3 separate regions of the Sus scrofa genome follow, and regions 2 and 3 are each linked to region 1. A link is a contact called in public Hi-C and HiChIP or PLAC-seq data. All regions are on one chromosome and are shown on one strand. Each heading gives the region's core, a stretch centred on a gene start, on an enhancer-like site or on the middle of the called end of the contact. The rest is flanking DNA. Distances are from core to core; before and after follow the strand shown.

What was found. A called contact is a pair of places that touch in the nucleus more often than the background predicts. HiChIP or PLAC-seq counts read pairs in DNA pulled down with a chosen protein or histone mark.
Region 2: a Hi-C map of heart right ventricle shows a contact between it and region 1, with 4 times the contacts expected there. The contact joins the promoter of VCAM1 here to the promoter of MFSD14A in region 1. A contact is called at or near these places in 2 of 47 Hi-C or Micro-C datasets (adipocytes and heart right ventricle).
Region 3: an H3K27ac HiChIP or PLAC-seq map of alveolar macrophages shows a contact between it and region 1. The contact joins the promoter of EXTL2 here to the promoter of MFSD14A in region 1. A contact is called at or near these places in 1 of 5 promoter capture datasets (fetal skeletal muscle) and 2 of 2 datasets of contacts at active chromatin or transcription factors (alveolar macrophages and skeletal muscle).

The regions. Positions count from the first base shown.
Region 1 is chr4:118,088,923-118,091,723 of Sscrofa11.1, forward strand. MFSD14A (hippocampus abundant transcript 1 protein) reads right to left here and starts at 1,452. Exons shown (of 13, transcript XM_013997351.2): 1 at 1,213-1,452. The coding sequence starts at 1,296.
Region 2 is chr4:117,509,932-117,512,745 of Sscrofa11.1, forward strand. VCAM1 (vascular cell adhesion molecule 1) reads right to left here and starts at 1,280. Exons shown (of 8, transcript NM_213891.1): 1 at 1,120-1,280; 2 at 327-567; 3 at 290-324. The coding sequence starts at 1,183.
Region 3 is chr4:117,395,527-117,398,650 of Sscrofa11.1, forward strand. It overlaps EXTL2 (exostosin like glycosyltransferase 2), which reads left to right and starts at 1,685. Exons shown (of 5, transcript NM_001243549.1): 1 at 1,685-2,246. SLC30A7 (solute carrier family 30 member 7) reads right to left here and starts at 857. Exons shown (of 11, transcript NM_001136211.1): 1 at 709-857; 2 at 399-500. The coding sequence starts at 788.

The sequences.
Region 1 (2,801 bases), core at 202-2,701:
AAGTTATGACATCTATACATTTGACAGTTAAGTAAAAGTATATGCTGAAATTGTTCCATATGTCCCAAGTTTTCTAAATTTTAGCAGACTGACTGGGACATATTCTGAAATGTCGAAAGAAAGTTGTTCTTCATTTCAAATGAATACAGCAAAGCCTCACATATTTAGCCCTGTGCTAGTAGTTGAGGGCTCCAACAAAATATAAGCAAATATGGGGGGAAAAGGAACCATTTCTGCCTATTTCTCGGAGAAGTGACATATGCATTTCACTTTTCCATTCTATTTCAGAACATGATATCAAAGAAGGCAACAAAGACTAGAGAGCGTAGCAATGGAGAATTTTCAGCATAAAAAAAGTACAGGCGCGTTATTTTCAATTAAGAGGCCTACGTCCCCTGCTGGTTAACGACACCACGATGCATAAAGTTTACTGTGACGACAACTGTTTCTAAAAAGCACAAATTTTGTCTCGCCCTCAATCGGTCTTCCAATCCTCAGGCCACAACTCCATCTAGTCTTTTTTGTTTTAAAATACACCAGGTGATTTCTGAAGCCCGGGGGTGAGGACTGGCCTGTGAAAACCAGCAGATTCAGGTCTAGGCCCAGGTGTCCTCTGTCCCGCTCCTGCTGCGGGAAGTCAGGGGGAAGCCCACCTTCCGACGGTGTTTACCGTACAGCAGGCAGCGAAGGGCAGGAGCACCGACCCAGGACCGGGAAGGAGAGAGCGAGCGCACGACCCGGCCCCGCCGGGGTCGCCGCGCCAGATGCCACCCCGTTAGCAGCATATGGGAGGGCAGGGACTGCCCCCGGCCGCGGGGCCTGGACGGCGGGGGGGAGGGGGCGGCACCAGCACCGCCCCGGCGACACGGTGGGCCGGCCGGCGACGGAGCCCGGCGTCGATCCCTGCCCGCGGAGGAGGAGCGCGGGGGGCTCGGGGCCGCAGGGCCTCCGGGGGCGACGGCGGAGAGGGCGGCAGGTGCGGGAGAGGCGAGCGGCTTCACCATCCGAGAGGACCGGCCCGGAGGCCGCAGGCCGGCGAGGAGAGGAAAGCCCCCGGAGCAGAGGCACGGGGGCCCGGGAGCCCGAGACAGCGGCACCGCGGGAGGGTAGGGAGGGCGGAGGGCACCCAGGGGCGGCCGCAGGGGGCAGCGCGGGGGCAGAGAGAGATCCGGGCCCCGCAAGACCCTCCCCGGCGCGGTACCCCCGGCTCACCGTGCCTCCGTCCTTAATGATGATCTTCTTGGCCAGCATGATACTGCGGTTCGCGGCCCGTTTCTTCTTCTTCCCCTGGGTCATTTTACCATCCTCGACTCCTGGCGCTGCTGCAGCCACTCCCGGGGCGGCCGGCCCCAGCGGCGAGTGCCGTCCCGCCACTACTGCCGGGCCGAGCCGCTCGGGGCGCCCGCCGCCATCTTGAGGGCCCGGCCTGCCTCCGGCGGCGCGTCACATCGTGCGATCGGCCGACGAGCCCGCCCCGCCCACGTGACGCCGCCCCGCCCACGTGACGCCGCTCCGCCCGCTCGGCCGCCGGGGGGCGGCGCGCGCCTATGCGATCCCGGGCGGAGCGAGCCGCTCACCAGCTCGCTGGATCCTCGCAGCCGCCCGGGCGCTGGGGCCCGCGGAAGTTCCCCGTAACGGAGGAGGAATTGGACATTTCTAAAAGTTACCTGCTCCTGGAAAGAGCCGAGAAACGGTTGCACTGGAATTTTAACCAGACGAGTAGACTCTCTGGGCCGTCCACAGCTGTGTTCTAACCGAGACCAGAGCCGAAGGAAACGGTTCAGAGTTTCCCAGAAATAAGCTGAGTTTTCATAAACAATTTTTTGTCTTTCTGGTGCTGGGGGCGGGAGCGGCCTAGAGCTCAACCGAAGCACCTTTTCTTTATTCTCCGCTGATAGAAACTTACATAACCGGAGTCCCCGTCTGGGCTCAGTGGAAATGAATCTGACAAGTATCCATGAGGACGCAGGTTCAATACCTGGCCCCACTCAGTGGGTTAAGGCTCAGCGTTGCTGTGAGCTGCCGTGTAGACCAGAAGCTACAGCGCCAATTTGACCCCTAGTCTGAAAACCTCCATACGCTGCAGGTGCGGCCCTAAAAGAGAAAAACAAAACCTTACATAACCTAAGTCACACTTTGTAGCCCGCTGCCTGTATTGTTTAACAATCAATTTTGTAGAGTTCCTATCATGGCTCAGTGGTTAATGAATCCGACTAGGAACCATGAGGTTGCGGGTTCCATCCCTGGCCTCGCTCAGTGGGTTAAGGATCCGAAATTGCCGTGGGCTGTGGTGTAGGTCGCAGACGTGGCTCGGATCCCGCGTTGCTGTGGCTGTGGTGTAGGCTGGCAGCTACAGCTCTGATTAGACTCCTACCCTGGGAACCTCCATATGCTGTGGGTGTGGCCCAAAAAAGACAAAAAAAAAAAAAAAAAGGAATGTCAGAAGGGGCCCTAAAAAGCAAAAAAAAAAAAAAAAAAAAGACTATCCTTTTCCTGAAGGAATATAAGCCTTTAGGAGAGAAGGGATGTGGAGCTTGCTACCTGCTCTGAAATAGTTAGGAAATAAGTATGTGAGGAAAGGGTAAGAGAATGATGAAGCAGAACGGAAAGATGTTGAAAAAAAAAATAGTAAATTTGGGTATGGTGGTTTTAAGATATGTTCACAAGTTGAGTGATATTCTTTTCTAGAAGAGGTGGAGTCTAATTCCTCGTGAGGGTGGGCTGGGGTTAGTGACTGTTATCTAACAGGATATGATGGAAGTGACAGCGCTGACTTCATAGTGTAGGTCATAGAAAGTACT
Region 2 (2,814 bases), core at 30-2,529, 580 kb before region 1:
CCTTGAAGAACGTCATTTTATGGCTAAGAAAACTGAAGCCCAGGGAGGTTGAGTCTTACAGTTGGCCACCATGTTTATGGCAGAGTTGGAAACAGAAGCCAAGATTTGGGTTTCTGGTCTAGTGCAAGATTCACTCGCTTTCTCGGTGCACTTTGTCCTCTAACCAAGAATCTGGACATGAATACCATACTTAATTGTTATTCTTTTAAAACCTTACTTTAAAAAAAAAAAAAAAAACGTATTTTAAAGCAAAATGGGGAGAAAATCAAATAATCTCTAAAGTACTCACAGTAGATCTCCACTTGGATTCCTCTTTCCCCTTTCAATTCCCGCAGGAGACTGTGCACAGATAGGAGTGTTCATTCTCAAAACTAACGGGATTCATGACCAGCGTGGATCTGGTCCCGTTAGTTTTCACTTTTCCATTCAGAGGACTGTCTATCTGAGTTCTCCAAGAGAAAGACAGGGAGGACTCGCAGTCCGGTGCGCTGCAAGTCAGGGAAGCGGAGTCACCAATCTGCGCAATCATTTTGTCTTCAGGGAAGATCTCGACTTTAACATTTTGAGCTGCAGAGGCAAAAAGAGAAACCCAAACGTACCACGGGTTTGTTTACGGTCCTATTGCTTCTTCTCTGTTCCAGTAGAACACTCAAAATACAACCTGGCTGATCGCCTTCCTAAAACTGCTTTGGACCAACACAAGGCAGCATTGGAGCTGCTGCCAAAAGAAGGTGTTGAAATCACCTTCACTTAAGAGAACTCTCACTTCTGACCTCGATACCCATTGCTCAGAGTTGTTTTGTCACTAGCCAAGTCCAATGTCATTATCGAGTACAGGAAACTAAAGAGATAGACCTTCCTAGAGATGGACTCCAATTACTCACTCATTTGACATGGAAAAAAAAAGGTTACAAAAAGCATCAACTTTGCAGCTTCAACTATGACAGTGAACCAGTAGATAGCAATACTCAGTGGCACAGTGAAAGTTAGGTTAAATTAAGTCCTCTTGCTCTTTAAAAACCCTAGTGCCTTTCTTCACCACCATAGCAAAACTGACCGAAGCCAAAATCAGGGCTAAAATGCAATGCTAGCATTTGGAACAGATCAAGGAGAACTTACAAACGGCAAACACCATCCAAAGTATATTTGAGGCTCCAAAGATCACGACGATATTCCTCGGCATTTTAAGTTGCTGTGTGACGAGGAAACAATGGTTCCAAAACCCTTCTTTGTGTCCTCCCTGAAAGTGCTCAGGAAGAGTCTTGAGCTCCAAAAGCCAGTGAGGTTCAGTGAGGAATGAAATAGAAAGTCTGCTCTTTATAAAGGGTCTTGTTGCAGAAGCGCAGAGGCGGAGGGAAATCCCTTCAAGGGGAAACCCGGACAGAGCCAGAAAAAAAGTTTAACTGACAGCCAGCCAAGGCCAGTATTAACCCCTTCCTTTGCTCTCAGTACTGAAACTCCTGTCTCTGTCCCAGAAAAAGAAAAAACACTCCCAAGTCTATAAAATTCAATCTTTTCCTGATTTTCCTTCCCAAAGCATATCTTTGCAAGAAAGATATGAAGTAATGCTTGCTGCAGAATGAGGCTTTCTGAATCCAATGAGGGGAAAGAGAGAGAAAGAAATAGAAACTTACACTCGAGTGTTGGAAGAGGCTGAACAGTACCATATCATTTGAATGATTGTTCTCCATTATGAAGATATATTTGCAATCCTACAACAGAGATTAAATGTTCTCTTGCAAGAAAAGGGAAGAGATCCCTTCTTTTGATGAGTTGTTTTTTTGTTTTTTGTTTTTTTTTTTTCTAAGGGAGACAGCATGGCTTTTTACTTTTAATTCACAAAAATCGTTCTTTTGACAACAAATACCAACTTTCTGAAATGATGATCTTGAGCAGAGGAAGGAAGTAAAGAAATGCTACCAAAACAAGAGAGGTCATTTTTCTCTTTTGTTTTAGAAAAGTTACCGATTCTTTGATTCAGTGGCTAGCTAGGTAATTGGAAGTCTTTTGCAGACTTAGATTCAAATATATGGAATTCATCTCAGGTGGTAAATCTCTTGGACTCTGTGAGACTTACTCACAAACACAGTTAAAATACGAACAATACTTTGGGTTTGGTATGGGGGGATGCTGACAACAACTGCATGCTCTTTTTCCCCTCCTAGGAAATGACTTTTAAAAGGTATTTTTAAATGGCTGTTTTCGCCTTGTGCACACATGCTCAAGTCTTTGCAAAATGCTTGGCCATCAAATAGAAACCGGAATAGCCACTTCCTTATAGTCTACATGTGCAGTTCTTCCTCCCCCATTGGATCATCCATTCCTGTCATGGTCCCAGACAAGTTCCTGTTCCTCATTGTATCCGCCTCTGCCTTCTCAATATGTAATGCATGGTTTTACACTTCGCGGAGGCACAGGTTCAATCCTTGGCCCAGGAACTTCTGCATGCCATGGGCACAGCCAAAAAGAATTTTAAAGAGGTATTGATAAGCTCCAAGTGCACTCACAGCTTTCTACCTTCTCATCATCTGAGGCCATGGTCTCCAAGACCATATTGGGATGTTGGGAACAGAAGTGTCTGATTCAAGGTTATAGTCCTTGTGAGAGAGACTGACAAAGCAGAGGGTGTCCAGAAGATAATGATGAGGATGGTAGATGACTCCAAACCCCCTGATCTGGTAGGAGCTGCGGAAAGAATGGGATGTTGAATTTGGATAAGGAGCATCCATGAAGCCCTGTGATCATTGAATGATGGACGTGCCTAGGAAGGATATACTTGCTGCTCTGTATTATACCAATGGTTAAAAGTAGGGC
Region 3 (3,124 bases), core at 435-2,934, 690 kb before region 1:
AAGGGAGAATCTAAATGCCACTCCCCCACAGAGAGGCAGGAAACGTGTTTCTCCCAGTTCCAAGAAAGTGGGGCAAAGCTAACGCGTGTAAAGACAAAAGACTGTCTCCATGTGTCAAACTGAAGAAGGGTCTTGGCACTCGCGTTTATCGGACTAGGGGGTGGTGGTGGAAGGAGGGAGCGGGGACCTAAATTTTAACTGCTGCATGTGATGGCCCAGAATTTTAAGAAACGTAAGCATGCCAGACCAGTGTGGATATGAGAAAGCAACTCTGCAGCAGAGGTGGTGGCAAAGGCAAGACCTGAACCTCCCGGTGAGCAGCTACGTGGCACTAAGCAAACAGTGTTTCGTCTCCCCCACCCTCTGCTTCCGCCCCAACCCTTTTTCCCTTTGGTTACCAGTTGCTCCAGATGCCGTAGAGTAGTTCGACAAAAGCGAAAGAGAGGTTCAGGCACAGGAAGAAAAACAGGTTCCGAGACGTCTTGTCCGACAGGATGGACCTAGGCATGACACAAGTGGGGAAGAGCCGGGAAAGTCAAAGCGGGCCGGGACCCGGAGGCTGGGTTCTCCTTTCAAGACCCTCCCAGTCCACACTTTCAAAACGAGGGTGTCCCCGACGCTCCCTCCCTGGACCTCGAGCCATCCTTAGGTTTGGGCCTTCTCCCCTTCTGCCAGACATCCCCATCCCGCAAACACAGCACCCCGCACCTAAACCAGCCCGAGATCTTGCCGAACAGATTGAACTTGGGTGGTTTGTATTCATCGTCCTTGATGGACAGGGGCAACATCTTCTCTGCCCGGCGAAGGGCCGGGTCTACACCCCACTAGTAGCGGCTCCGTGGGTGATGGTAGTGACAGTGGTGACGCCTCAGATGGGAAGCCCCGGAGCTTGTCCCGGGCCGCGCGCCGCTTCCAGACACAGACTCAGACACAGACTCAGACACACACACCCGGGAACCCGCCGACTTCCGGCCCGGGCCGCGCAACGCGTCCTGGGACGGGAAAGGGGGAAGGCGGGGCCGAGGGCGGGACTTGCGCGGTGGGGCGGGGCTTACGACAGGGGGCGGGGCTGCGCGGGTTTTTCTGCGAGTTAAAGGTGGTTGCAACGACTCGGTGTTCCAAAGGGCCGACCTGGGGTGGAGTCCCGCCACCTGGACTGAGGAGGAAAGTCCTGAGCTGGCCCTCTCACGGCCTGGGCTGGGTGGGAAGTTGAGAGCCCGCACTCGTCCACCCTGACCGCCTACCGCCGATGTTCCCGGATGCGCTGGCGTCCAGCGCCAGCCCTTTCGCCCTTACCCCTGTTATCATTAAGACCTGATGCCCTGGGCAGCAGTGCTTAAGAACCTAGGCCGCACGTTCTCTCGCCTTCACTCCACAGGAAGCGCAAATGATGGTTTTGCTGGGTGAACCCTGGACACCCACATCCTAACAATCCACCCCGCCCCGCCCCCCGAAAACAGCGCCTGACCTCTCCGTACTGCCACGCTGGAGGCAATCAATAAAGGTCTTCCGAAAGAATTTTAAATGTATTTAAGAGAACCCTTTAAAAGGAGCGCCGACGAGACTGGGTTGGAATGCAGGTTTGGTTAAGGCATTGCTTCCACGACAATTCTCAATCCGCAGATAACCCAAAACTCGAGTTCCTACACGTCCCCTTCACTTCCAGGTCATCCCGGAGGCCGCAGTCGCGGCTCTAACGCTCGTCAGAACCCCACTGCCCATCGCGAGGAAGTGCAGGAAAAACAGGCTCTTTGGTGGGACGCAGGGACGTGCGGAGCTCGGGGAGGCTAGCCCGACGGGCCTGTCCTGGGCACCCACGGTCGTTGGAACTCGTCTTCGGGCGTCTTTCCGGGAAATTGCTTGGGTAAGGTCAGGTGGTCCATCACCTGAATGAGTACAAGGTGTTGTCTTGGGGGAGAAATGGGGATAAAGGACGACCGGCTTTTGGAGGTGGGCTGGAAACTACAAAACCGAGCTTCTTGGGAACAGCCTTATAGTCTAACAGGAAGTGGAGCGTCACCGAAAGGGAGGGGTGGCCGCCCGGGACGGCCCCCTGCTTCAGGCTCTCTCTTTGCGGTCAGCGTTTCATCCAGGTTATCCATCCAGCGAGTGACGCCAAGTCCTTGCACGCTACTGGGTTTGGAAAAAAACAAAAAATGAGCAAGCGAGACGCCCCTTCCGTTTTATGATCACCAAGCTGCAAGCAAATAAATCGGCTGGTCCCACTGCAATCTTCTGCACTCGAGGTAAGGAAATACCAAAATGCTCTCATGTTAAAAATGTTCTGCAGTGAGCATATATGTGTTTTGCTCTCCTTGGAACTTTGTGAGTATGTGGGGTGGTGATTAGGTGGTTTTATTTTTAAAAACATAATTTATGTACTCTGCAATTTTTTTTAAATGTCCATGTTAATTAAAACTGCTTTATAAAAACAGCTAGATTCCAGAAATTAAGTTCTGGAAAGAGTACTTTGCCTTTCTAGGCATATATTTCATTATTTTAACTTAAAGAAATATTTTCAATTAGTAGCATTTATTTATATTTTTAGGAAGCTTTTATATTAGCCATAGACTGAATTTTATTCAACTGCACTGCCAGGGAAACATCAGTGGGTACAAACTGGGTTCAAGATAAATATTTCCATGGCAATTGAGTTTTTCTCCAAAGCTGCTTTATTTCAATATGATGTAACTTTGCTGGGGGGGGGGAGGTGAGGGTATATGGAAGTAACTAAATGTCAGCAACTGATTTGCAGCGTTCCCTTAACTCATCAAGGTCAGCTGGAATTTGAGCTTGTGTTTTTGTATTCTGCCTTTGAAGATAAATTCTGCATTTTATCTTATATTGCTTTGGATGAGAAATTGCTCAGCTGGTTTATAGAGAAATCTGCAATACCCTTTTTCATAATAGCTTTTAAATAAGTTGGAAAAATTGAAGTTTAATTTCAGTTGTATTGGTCCTGGGACTCCTAAGTCCCCACTCCTCACCCCCAAAATATAAGATAGCTATTCCCATGAGGGCCTTCTTTCAAAAGGCGGCAATGCCACTTCACATCTTTCATCCTTAAGTGGCAAAATTACCAACTGCAATACGAAAAGCATTTTACTAGAAATGGTAATTGGAC